Linked DNA regions of Sus scrofa: regions 2 and 3 are each linked to region 1. The links are chromatin contacts, called in public Hi-C and promoter capture Hi-C maps. All regions are on one chromosome and are shown on one strand. The core of a region is the stretch at or near the end of the contact, and the rest is flanking DNA. Distances in the headings are between cores, read along the strand shown.

The links. Promoter capture Hi-C pulls out the DNA fragments that hold promoters and counts their contacts. A called contact is a pair of places that touch in the nucleus more often than the background predicts.
Region 2: a Hi-C map of liver shows a contact between it and region 1, with 5 times the contacts expected there. The contact joins the promoter of CCDC9 here to the promoter of TMEM160 in region 1. A contact is called at or near these places in 7 of 47 Hi-C or Micro-C datasets (embryonic fibroblasts, epiblast stem cells, fetal skeletal muscle and 4 more) and 2 of 2 datasets of contacts at active chromatin or transcription factors (alveolar macrophages and skeletal muscle).
Region 3: a contact with region 1 is called in a promoter capture Hi-C map of fetal liver, with 2.8 times the contacts expected there. The contact joins the promoter of BBC3 here to the promoter of TMEM160 in region 1. A contact is called at or near these places in 2 of 5 promoter capture datasets (fetal liver and liver), 4 of 47 Hi-C or Micro-C datasets (epiblast stem cells, fetal skeletal muscle, heart right ventricle and 1 more) and 2 of 2 datasets of contacts at active chromatin or transcription factors (alveolar macrophages and skeletal muscle).

What each region holds. Positions count from the first base shown.
Region 1 is chr6:52,875,366-52,878,982 of Sscrofa11.1, reverse strand. TMEM160 (transmembrane protein 160) reads left to right here and starts at 1,722. Exons shown (of 3, transcript XM_003127241.5): 1 at 1,722-2,037; 2 at 3,164-3,256. The coding sequence starts at 1,830.
Region 2 is chr6:53,063,377-53,066,993 of Sscrofa11.1, reverse strand. It overlaps CCDC9 (coiled-coil domain-containing protein 9), which reads right to left and starts at 1,817. Exons shown (of 15, transcript XM_021094629.1): 1 at 1,596-1,817.
Region 3 is chr6:53,044,876-53,048,492 of Sscrofa11.1, reverse strand. BBC3 (bcl-2-binding component 3) reads left to right here and starts at 1,591. Exons shown (of 4, transcript XM_013998533.2): 1 at 1,591-1,692. The coding sequence starts at 1,690.

The sequences.
Region 1 (3,617 bases), core at 473-2,972:
ACACTGGATCCTTTAAACCACTGAGTAAGGCCAGGGATCCAACTTGTGTCCTCATGGATACTAGGCAAGTTTGTTACCTGTGAGCCACAAAGGAAACTCCTACAATTATTTATTGCAGGGAAAATCGCAAACAATCTAGGGCTTGGGATCAATTGTGGTACCTTCTTATGAAGCATCAGTGTGAACCGTTGAAACAGGCTGCGCGGAACAGGGGGTAGGGATTGGCTTGGGAAATGGGATGTGTATTACTTATCATTAGATGATTTTGTAACTTTTTTTTTACTTTGTAACTTTTGCATCTTGTACTGTGTTCAAAAAAATATTCATACATATATATATATATACACATACATATATATGTATATATAGTCTTTTTAGGGCCACACCCGTGGCATATGGAGGTTCCCAGGCTAGGGGTCCAATCAGAGCTGCAGCTGCTGGCCTACACCACAGCCACAGTAATGCAGGATCCTAGCCACATCTGTGACCCTACACCACGGCTCACAGCAATGCCAGATCCTTAACCCATTGAGTGAGTCCAGGGATCGAACCCACGTCCTCATAGATACTAGTTGGGTTCATTAACTTATGAGCCACAAGGGGAACTCTTAAATAATATTAAAAAAAAAAATTATGCTGGAGTTCCCGTCGTGACGCAGTGGTTAATGAATCTGACTAGGAACCATGAGGTTCCGTGTTCATCCCTGGCCTCTCTCAGTGGGTTAAGGCATTGCTGTGAGCTCTGATGTGGGTCACAGACGCGACTCAGATCTGGCGTTGCTGTGGCTCTGGCGTAGGCAACAGCTTCGATTAGACCCCTAGCCTGGGAACCTGCATATGCCACGGGTACCGCCCTAGCAAAGACAAAATAATAATAAATAATAGATAAAAATATGCTGGAGTTCCTATCGTAGCTCTTTGGAAATGAATCAGACTAGGAACCATGAGGTTGCAGGTTCGAGCCCTGGCTTCGCTCAGTGGGTTAAGGATCCGGCATTGCCGTGAGCTCTGGTGTAGTTCCCAGACGCGGCTGGGATCCCGCGTGGCTGTGGCTGTAGCTGTGACGTGGGCCGGCGGCTGCAGCTCCCATTCCATCCCTAGCCTGGGAACGTCCATATGCCCCGGGTGCGGCCCTAAAAAGAAAAAAAAAATATGCCGTTGCAAAGTATTCAGTGCTACAGGTCAATGTTCATGATTGATTAGTGATTGACAAATTAATTTTTTTCATATAACAAACGTTTTACATCTCTTTCGATAAAAGACAGAATCCCCTGGTGTGGCTCAGTGGGTTGAGGCTCCTGCGTTCTCATTGCTGTGGCCCGGGTTGGATCCCTGGGAAGTTGTGCATGCCCAGGGGCTTGGCAAAAAAAAAAAAAAAAAAAAAAAAAAAATATTAGCAGTAACCACTCATTGGTGGGATTAATGCTGAGTTTTACTTTCTCTTCTGGGCTCTTCGAGATTTTGCAAAGGTTCTACATTAAGCATCACAAGTATTGTTTGGTTTTGGTTTCTTGGCCCCAAGAATTAAAGTTACTTAGCAAAGACTACAAGTACCGGCAGACATCGCGCCTCCGACTTCAGAAGACCCGCCTTCCCCAAGCACAATGAACGCTGGGATTTGAAGTCCAGTTCCAACAACAAGGTGGGCCGCGCAGTACCGGCACAATGACAGAGGCGGGATCAGCGCCATTTTGACCAATGGGCAGTGCGTACCGGGCCTGAGTGGCACGCGTATAATCAATAGATAGGCCGCTAAGCTCGAGTGACGTGAGCTTCAGCCTACCGGCAGCCCATGGGCGGTGCGGTGCGCGGCGGCCGTAGTGCGAACCATGGGAGGTGGCTGGTGGTGGGCTCGGGCTGCCCGCCTAGCCCGACTCCGCTTCCGGGGGGCGCTGCTGCCGCCTCCGCGGCCCCGGAGCGGGGGCGCCCGGGGGTCCTTTGCCCCTGGCCACGGCCCCCGCTCTGGGGCTTCGCCGCCCCCGGTGTCCGAGCTGGATCGCGCAGATGCCTGGCTCCTTCGGAAGGCTCATGAGACAGGTCTGGGGATGGGGTCGGCCTCGGATGGGAGTAGGGGTTCCGAATAGCTGAGCTGCCCGCGCGCGCTAGCGGATGGTGGTGGGACCCTGCTGGAAACCTGGCCCAGGGAGAGGCTCAGGAGGAGGAACGGCTTCCGTGTAAGAGCAGGGAAGCGCTGGCTGCAAGAGCGCAGACTGTCCGCATAGAAGGGCTTGCAGATGCGACCGCGGGTCTGGTTAATGAGGTTCAGTAGGGACTGGAGAGCTTTGTCGGGCCAGGACAGGCAGCCTTATCAAACGGCCCTGTCCGGATGGCGGAGGCTTTCAAAGAGGGCTAGGGGCGAGGGAGTTGCCTACAAGAGGGGGGCCTCGTTGGAGAGGCCAGTTCGGATTAAAGAGGCGACCACTCTGCATAAGGCGGGAGCGTGGATCCCCACAGAAGAGAGGGCAAGTTCTGGGTTGGAAGAGGGAACACCCAATAGAAGAGCAGCTCTGAGCTGATTGGAGGGCATGGTGCTCCTGGCTGCAGGGGGTGGGGCCTCATTTGGCAGGGTGCTGGGTGGGGGTGGAGGGGTCCGGGTTGGAGAGGATGGGCTTTAGAGATCGTGGACAGGTGTAGCGGTGGGGATGGCTGTAACCCGACTAGCCCCGATTAGTGCCACACCAGGGACTTGAGTGGATGTGAATTACCTCCAGGAAGAGCACACCTGATAGCAGCGTGGATTTAGTAAACTGAGCGGGGAGGCTGGAGAGAGGCCTGGGGGAGCGGGGAGGGGTAACGGTTGGTGTGAAGGTTTGAGAAGGAAGTGAGGGGGTGGCCATGGGGATGTGAGGGAGACATTGACCAAGCTGACCTCTTGGAATCTTCCCGTCCCCAGATTTAGGTTCTGCAGTTTTGGTCCTAGATCCCCCTCCAGATTCTGCAGACTGTCTTGAATCTTTGATGTTGCCAAGTTGGGTGGGAGAGGGGCTCAGTGAGGGTTTTGGGGGTTCTTAGATTGGGGGCTGTCAGGAAGAGGTGGGGATTTGGGGTCGGGTCGGTGGGATGAAGAGGAGCCCCTCTGTCTGGTTGGTCAGGGAGGGGCAGGGGCAGGGTGTGGGCCCTTGCTGATTTCCTCCCATTCCCCCCCCCCCCCCCCGCCCCGCAGCCTTCCTTTCCTGGTTCCGCAATGGCCTCCTGGCATCGGGCATCGGGGTCATCTCTTTCATGCAGAGTGATATGGGGCGTGAAGCTGCTTATGGTGAGTACATACCCCTGCTCTCCCACCAGAGAGTGTAGACGCCTCCCCCCCCCACCTCAGCTAGGGAATGCAGACCCCACTCCATGGGGGTAGACTCACCCCCCCCAACTGTGGCTAGAACCCCTCATTCTTCCCCCACCAAAAGTGGCCTCGGCCTCACTGGTGAGCATCCACCTTCTACCCACCCCATCCCTGCCTCATTGGCACTGGACCCACCTGAGGGGGTGGCTCAGGGCAGGGCTGTGGATGCTCACCCTTTTCCACCTGACTTGTGGACAAAAATGCAGGTCTGGCCCTCAGGCAGCCCCACTCTCGGCCTGGTCCTGCCCCTTATCTTTGCTCAGACCAGCGCCCCCACCCT
Region 2 (3,617 bases), core at 568-3,067, 190 kb before region 1:
GCACGCACACACACGCACGCGCACACACACACACACACACACACACACACACACACTCACTCCAAGGGAAAGCTAGCCCTCCCTCCCACCATCTCTTCCGGAAGTGCTAGCCCGCCCCTTACCTGGAAAACTTTAGCCCCTGCCCCCTCCCATGGTTTTGGGCCCACCTACTTTCCACGTAAACAACGTAGTCACACCCACCTTGGGAAAGTTTTGACCACGCCCCCATTACTTAGGGAAACATCCGACACTGCTCTCTTCCAAACGAAAATTCTAGTTCAGTCTCCACACCCCTATGCTGGGAGTTTTACCTCGGGTCTCCATCCCAAGAGAGCTTTAGGTAACGAGCCTCTCCCCCGACCTGCACAAGAAAGTTCTAGGCCCAACTCCCTGTGCCCGTTCTGGTGCCGCTCACATCCCCGTTAACAGTCTAGATCTGGCTCTTTCCAAGGAGTTTCAGAACCGTCTCATAACCCCACACTCAAAGAGTCTGAACCGCACTCCTTATTCGCTGCCCCCAGCATCCCAAGAAAGGTGCCCCTGCTTCCCCGCACCCCTATAAAGATTCCCCAAACAGACCCAGTACTCACTGGCGAGGCTTCCTGGGCCTGATGCGACCTCCCTAGAGAATACTGTACCCGCCTCTACACGGTCAAAACTTTCTGGCCCGCCTGCGGCTTTCCAGGGAAAAAGCTCCGTTCTCCAGCCGGTCGGAACGCCACCGGCCCACCCCGGGCAAAGCCAAAACTTTCCGACCCCGCCCGCACGCTCGCGTCAAGAAGCTGTCGCCCCTCAACCCGGCTTCGGATTTTCCCAGCCAACACTCTGGCCCCGCCCCCTAGATCCCCAGGCTGCAACCTAAGCCCGCCCCCTCCTTCTCGCGTTATTACACCAGGCCCGCCTCCAGCTCACGAGTCAACATTTGTGGTCCCTACACGATTTGCCCGGCCAACCTCCTGGCCACGCCCCGGACTCTGCACCCGCCTCGTCGCGCCAATATTTGGCCCCGCCCCCGGCGCGCCCCAAGGCAAGGTTCGAGCTCCACGGCGAGCTTCACCACATTGTGGGGAAGCTCCTGGCGCCTGCAAAACTTTCCGGCTCCACCCTCATCATTCCTAGCCAGTACCTGGCCCCGCCCACAGCTCCCCCGCTTCTTTTTGGCCCTGCCCTCACCGTCGCATCAGCCTCTGGATCCACCCCTGACTTCCAGGACCCACTTTCAGGACAGGAAAAACTTTCTGGCTCCGCCCCCAGCGTTTTCCGCCGGGAGTCCCGGCCCCGCCCGCACCGCTGGCTTCCATTGGCCCCGCCCCCAGCCCCGGCACAACTTTTGGGCCCCGCCCTCAGCTGCCCACCTACACTCCGGACCCGCCCGCAGACTGGCCCACCCCAGCCCTGCCCACCCGCCGACGTTCCGCCCAGCCAGCACCCACCCCTAGCCTCCCTTGTGGGCGTCCAGTCCCCGCCCCCCGCAGAGTATCTGACCCCGCCCCCGCGGGCTGCTCGCTACCCCGCCTGCGCTCGCGCCAGCTCCCCCACGTGGGCATCAGGCCCCGCCCTCTCCGGGCGCGCTCCCGGCCCCCTCCTAGGGTCACCTGTCCCGGAGACCCCGCGGCGTCCGCTACTCCGGCTCCGTCGGCCTCCGCGTCGGCAGCTCCCGGGCCCCGCGCGTCACTTCCGGCCCGCACCACGTGAAGAGGGGAACTAACGAGGGTCACTTCCGGTTGTTCTGGCTCGTTTCCGGGAGCCTTAAAGGCGCCGCTCGCGTCTGGGTAGAGGCGCAAAGTGAGATAAGCGGGTCGACAAGGGTGTTCCGGAAGCTTGCTGTACTGCCTTCTGCCTGAACGACCACCTTCCAGGGGGAGGAGACAGCGTCTTCTCTCTCTGGCCTCTACCTGCTTCCTGTTTCTCCCCTTTCCTGGTTCCAGTAAATCGGCGCCCTGCCCTGGGCAATGATAACCTGGAATCCTGACTTACCAGCTTGTGCAGGGGGTGGATGCTCCCCCACCCTTCTGCTAATGAAACCTTAGAATTAGTTGTAGAGACAAAATTTTCAACCGAAAGAATCCTTCCTTCACCCTCTAAATCAGCGTTGAGGGTGTCCCTAGTGGCCTAGCAGGTTAAGGATCTGGTGGTGTCGGTGCTGTACTTCAGGTTCTATCCCTGGCCTCAGAACTTCCGCGTGGCGGGGACACAGCAAAAAATCAGTCAGCACTGAGTGCCAGGCTCTGTGCTGGGAGGATGGGGAATTGGGCGTGAGGGGGCGTGTCAAAATGATGAACAAGGCAGACCCCATCCCTGTCCTCTTGAGGGAAGACGTAAGTATATGTGAAATAACAGAAAACAAAAATGTGTGAGATGGCTTGCAAGAGGGACGGGAAGAGAGGCTGAGGGTGAGGGGGCTAGGCGCCCAGGCAGAGGACACACAGCCTGTGCTAAGGTCCTGTGATGAGTGAGCTTGGTGCATTCTAGGAATTGCAGAAGCTCAGAGAAAGATCTGCTGGATTGCCTAGAGTCCAGAGGGTAACATGCATTAACCAAAACAAACATAATTAACATGTTATTACAAGTGATAATAAATGTGACAGTGGAGTTCATGTCGTGGCTCAGCGGAAATGAATCCAACTAGGAACCATGAGGTTTTGGGTTCGATCCCTGGCCTCACTCAGTGGGTTAAGGATCCGGCGTTGCCGTGAGCTGTGGTGTAGGTCGCAGATGCAGCTCAGATCCTGCGTTGCTGTGGCTGTGGCGTAGGCCGGTGGCAACAGCTCTGATTAGACCCCTAGCCTGGGAACCTCTATATGTAGTGGGTGCGGCCCTAGAAAAGAACAACAACAACAAAAAGTGATGGGACACCCTTACAGGGGATGACATAAGTGGGAGGCTGGATTCCCTGAGGTGGCCAGTAATTTCATTTTGTGATTTAAATCGTGGAAAAGGGAAGTACCTGGCAATCACCTGCCACTTACATAGTTATTGGGAACAGCCTTTCAGAGACCTTCTCCACGCATATAACTTAATTCTCTTAAAATTCCCCCAAATACCTGCCAAATTCACTATATCATTTTTAGCTCTTTATTCAAATGTCACCTCCTCTTAGGGGCCTTCCTTAAAACCACCCATTTGAAAATTACATACTTCTCATCCTTTTTCCTCTTCCAATTTTTTTTTTTTTCTCTTTCTGCCTTTTCTAGGGCCTCTCCTGCGGCATATGGAGGTTCCCAGGCTGGGGTCTAATTGGAGCTTAGCCGCCAGCCTACACCAGAGCCACAGCAACGCAGGATCCGAGCCGCGTCTGCAACCTACACCACAGCTCACGGCAACGCCGGATCGTTAACCCACTGAGCAAGGCCAGGGATCGAACCCGCAACCTCATGATTCCTAGTCGGATTCGTTAACCACTGCGCCACGACGGGAACTCCAAGAAAAAAGATTCTTAACTTAGGAGTTCCCTGGTGGCCTAACAGTTTAGCTTTGGCATTGTCACTGCTGTGGCTCAGCAAATTCCAAAGCCTCCCACTCAACCCAAAAAAAAAAAAAAAAAGATTCTTAATCGTATCTGAAAAGTCCCTTTTGCCAGGTAAGATAACATTCACAGTCTCCCGAAGGTGGACATC
Region 3 (3,617 bases), core at 342-2,841, 170 kb before region 1:
TTTGTCTTTTTTTTGGGGGGGGGCGTCTTTTTAGGGCCCCACCCATGGCATATGGAGGTTCCCAGGCTAGGGGTCAAATTGGAGCTGTAGCCACTGGCCTATACCACAGCCACAGCAACAAACCAGATTCTTTCACATTCATTTTCTTCTCAGAAGAATATTCTAGCATATCTGGCTTCCTGGTGTCCAGTCCTAGATGAAGCAGCTTTAGGGCACTGATCAGTGAATAAAGGGTTCAGTCTGCTCCATGAGCCCCTCTCCCAACTTCACTGCCACACGCAGTAATACTAGTGATAACGGCTAACCTGTAGTAGGTTATACCTCACCACGTGTGAGATGTTGTGCTCACTGACATCTGTGTGTGATCTCGTTTAAAAATGTCCAAGGCAGCATTTCTCAAACGCCTTTAGACTTGATCTACAGTCAGAAACACAGCCACTTTCTCTGTGACTTGGTGTATGTTCGCTATCATAAAAAATATTTTCATCAAACAATATTTTCCTTTGACTTTATGTTTTTTGTTTTTTTTTTTTTTTTTGCTTTCTAGGGCTGCACCCGTGGCATATGAGGTTCCCAGGCTTAGGGGTCGAATCAGAGCTGTAGCCACGCCGACCTATGCCACAGCCACAGCAACGCCAGATCTGGGCTGCGTCTGTGAACTAAGTAAGCCACAGCTCATGGCAATGCCGGATCCTTAACCCACTGAGAAAAGCCAGCGATTGAACCCACGTCTTCATTGTTACTAGTGGAGTTCATAACCTGCTGAGCCACGAAGGGAACTCCAACTTCATGAGTTTTTAAATGAGATTCTAATTTGCTTTTTTGGTTGGTTTTTGCCTGCACCTGTGGCACACAGAAGTTCCTGGATGGATCAGGGATCGAACCTGTGTCACAGCAGCAACCAGACCCAGTGCACTGACAATACCTGCTGAGCCACCGGGGAACTTCAGAAATTGTCCAAATCTTGATTGTGATGGTGTGCAATAATGTGCTTTTGTCCCAACTCACTAAAAACACCGAAAAATTTAATTATATGGCATGTAAATATATCTCAATAAACTTGAATAAAACACAATAAAGATCCACAGAAGTCCACAATCATGGTTTGCGCATGTGGGTCATGACCCTGAGTTTGAAAAACACTGGAAGGAAGAGAGGAAGGAGGGGGGAGTGAATGAATGAATGAATGAGGGAATGAATGAGGGAAAGCAAGAGGAGAGAGGGAGGCTGAATTAGTCCCCAGTACTGAAAGTAGGGGGATTACACATGAGATTTTAACATTTTCTGCTTCTCTTGGAAAATCCAAGGGTCTGGTCCTGGAGAGAGTGGAGCTTGAGAGCCTGAACAAGTGCACCTCTGCTCAAGTCTGGCACCCCTTCTTAGCCAGCCCAGAACTGAGCACTCAAGAGGCCCCTGGCCCTCTGATGACACAGTCTGGTTTGGGCTGTGACATGGAGGGAATGAAAGGTGCAGGGACGACAGAGCCCCAGAGCCCTGGGGGAGGGCGGGACACCGTGGGGTCACCGAGGTCACTACATCAGAGTACAGGAAGGAGTGACAACGGGAAACCGAGAAGGGAAAGGGAACCAAAAGGCAGAAAACCGAGCGAGAGTCAGTGCAGGGGCTGCCCGGGCATGTCCGTGCCCAGTGCCCAGGGCTTTCTGCTCACCCTGGTCCCCCACCAGATTCATGGTGAGTGTGGTCAGGGGTGCATGGCTTCTGGAGCGTGTCCCATCAGTGGGCCAGTGAGCAGGAACCTGTCACAGGTGTGACTTTGTGACTGTCTGTTGGGGGTCAGTCTTTTTTCTGTCTGATTGATCTGTGTCTGTGAGGGGCCATTTCTGCCAGTTTTAATGTGTCAGCTGGGAACCGGCTTGGGGGTGTGTTCCTGTGTGTCCCTGTGGTCCTGTCATCTAGATCAAGCCGCGTGTCCAGGTGTCTCTGTGACAGGTGTCCTGCGTGTATGTGCGTGTGTGTCCAGCAGCACTCGTCAGGAAGTTTCTACTTCCTGAGAAGCCCTCGGCTTGTGTCTATGTGGGCCTGTCGCCACTGTGCGTGTTGTGGGTACCCGCTCAGTGGGAATGCTTGTGAACAGAGCCGTTTTGTGGGCCCAGGCGTGCTCAGCAGTGTGGGTGTTTGTACAACTGCGTGACCCTGACATTGTGTCACTCCGTCAGTCCCAGCGATCCTGTTAGCAAGTCAGGCTATGTATTTGGGTCTGGATGTGTGTGTGCGTGTGGGCTCCATCAGTGTGTGAGTTTGTGTGTCCACGCCCCTGTCCAGGGTGTGTCTGCGAGTCGGCGTGTCTCCGTGCCCTGTCAGCACGTGACTTTGTGTACCCTGGAGCGCCAGGCGGTCAGGCAGCAGACAAGTCTCTGGGTGCGTGTGTCTGCGGGTCGCAGTCAGCGTGTCAGTGTGTCAGTGCGTGTGCGTCCGGCTGTCCCGCCATCAGCGCGGCGGGATCGCTGCGCCTCCACGCGGGGGAGAGGCCCTGCTCCGCCCGCGGCTGCAGGGAAACCCCCGGCGCCGCCGAGGTAGGGGGAGCGGCGCGCGCCTGCAAGTCCCGACTTGTCCGCGGCGGGCGAGCGGGCGGACGGGGCCGTGGCGTCACGCGGGGGCGGGGCGTGGGACCCGCCGGGCGGAGGCGGGGACGGGGGCGGGGCGGGGCGGGGCGGGGCGGCCGCTGAGCGGGCCCGGGATCCGACCGGCGGCCTGAGACGCTGCGCGAGCCACATGCGAGCGGGCGCCTGGAGGCGGCGGCGGCGGCGGCGAAATCAGCAGCAGCGGCGTTCAGGACGTAGACGCGCCTGCGGCCCGAGGAGCAGCCGCCGCTACAACAGCAACAGCAGCAGCCACTGCAGTTAGAGCAGCAGCAGAAGTCGCCACCGCAGCAACAGTCGCCGCAGCGAGCGGCGCTCAGCGGGCGCGCCCTCCTGAAGGAAGCCGCCCGCCCCCCATCATCGTCCCCTCCGGCGTGTTCATGCCCCCGGGGTGAGTGTGCCCACCCCGACCCTCCGCCAGTCGCGATTGGCCAGGCCCGGTGGGCTCCCTGGAGGAGGTGGCGGTAGTGCACTCGGAGAGCAGTGTGATCGGGGGGAGGGGGCTGTGTCCCCACACTGTGCCTTCCTCTCTCCTTGCCTTCCACCTCCACGAGGCACCCTGGGCTGGGGTTGCTGGGCGGGAGGCACTAAGGGTCCGAGAGCGCAGGTGCCTCAGCGGTCTGGCGGGTTTGTTTACAAACAATGGGGTGCGGGCTCGGCAGCGCCCCCTGGCGGCCAGTGAGGCCCCGGGGAAGTGAGTCGACCCCGACTGCTCCGGCCCCTGCAGTCCGGGAGGGGCGGGGTTGGGGGGGGATGGCGTGGAGGGGCGGCCACACCCCGGGCGCGCGCCCGCTGGGGGCGGCGACTGGGGGCGGCTCGCGGGCCGTGGAGTCTGAGGCTCCTGCGGGCGGGGGCTGCGCCCCAGCAACAGCCGGTTATTGGCCCCGCGCTCGCCTGGCGGGCGGGGCGGGCGCACGTGGCGGCGGCGGGGTGGGGGGGGCTGTGACAGCGCAGGGGGGGCGTCTGGGCCCGCCGTGGGAGCGCGCGTGTGCGGGGTTGTGGATCTGCAGGTGTCTC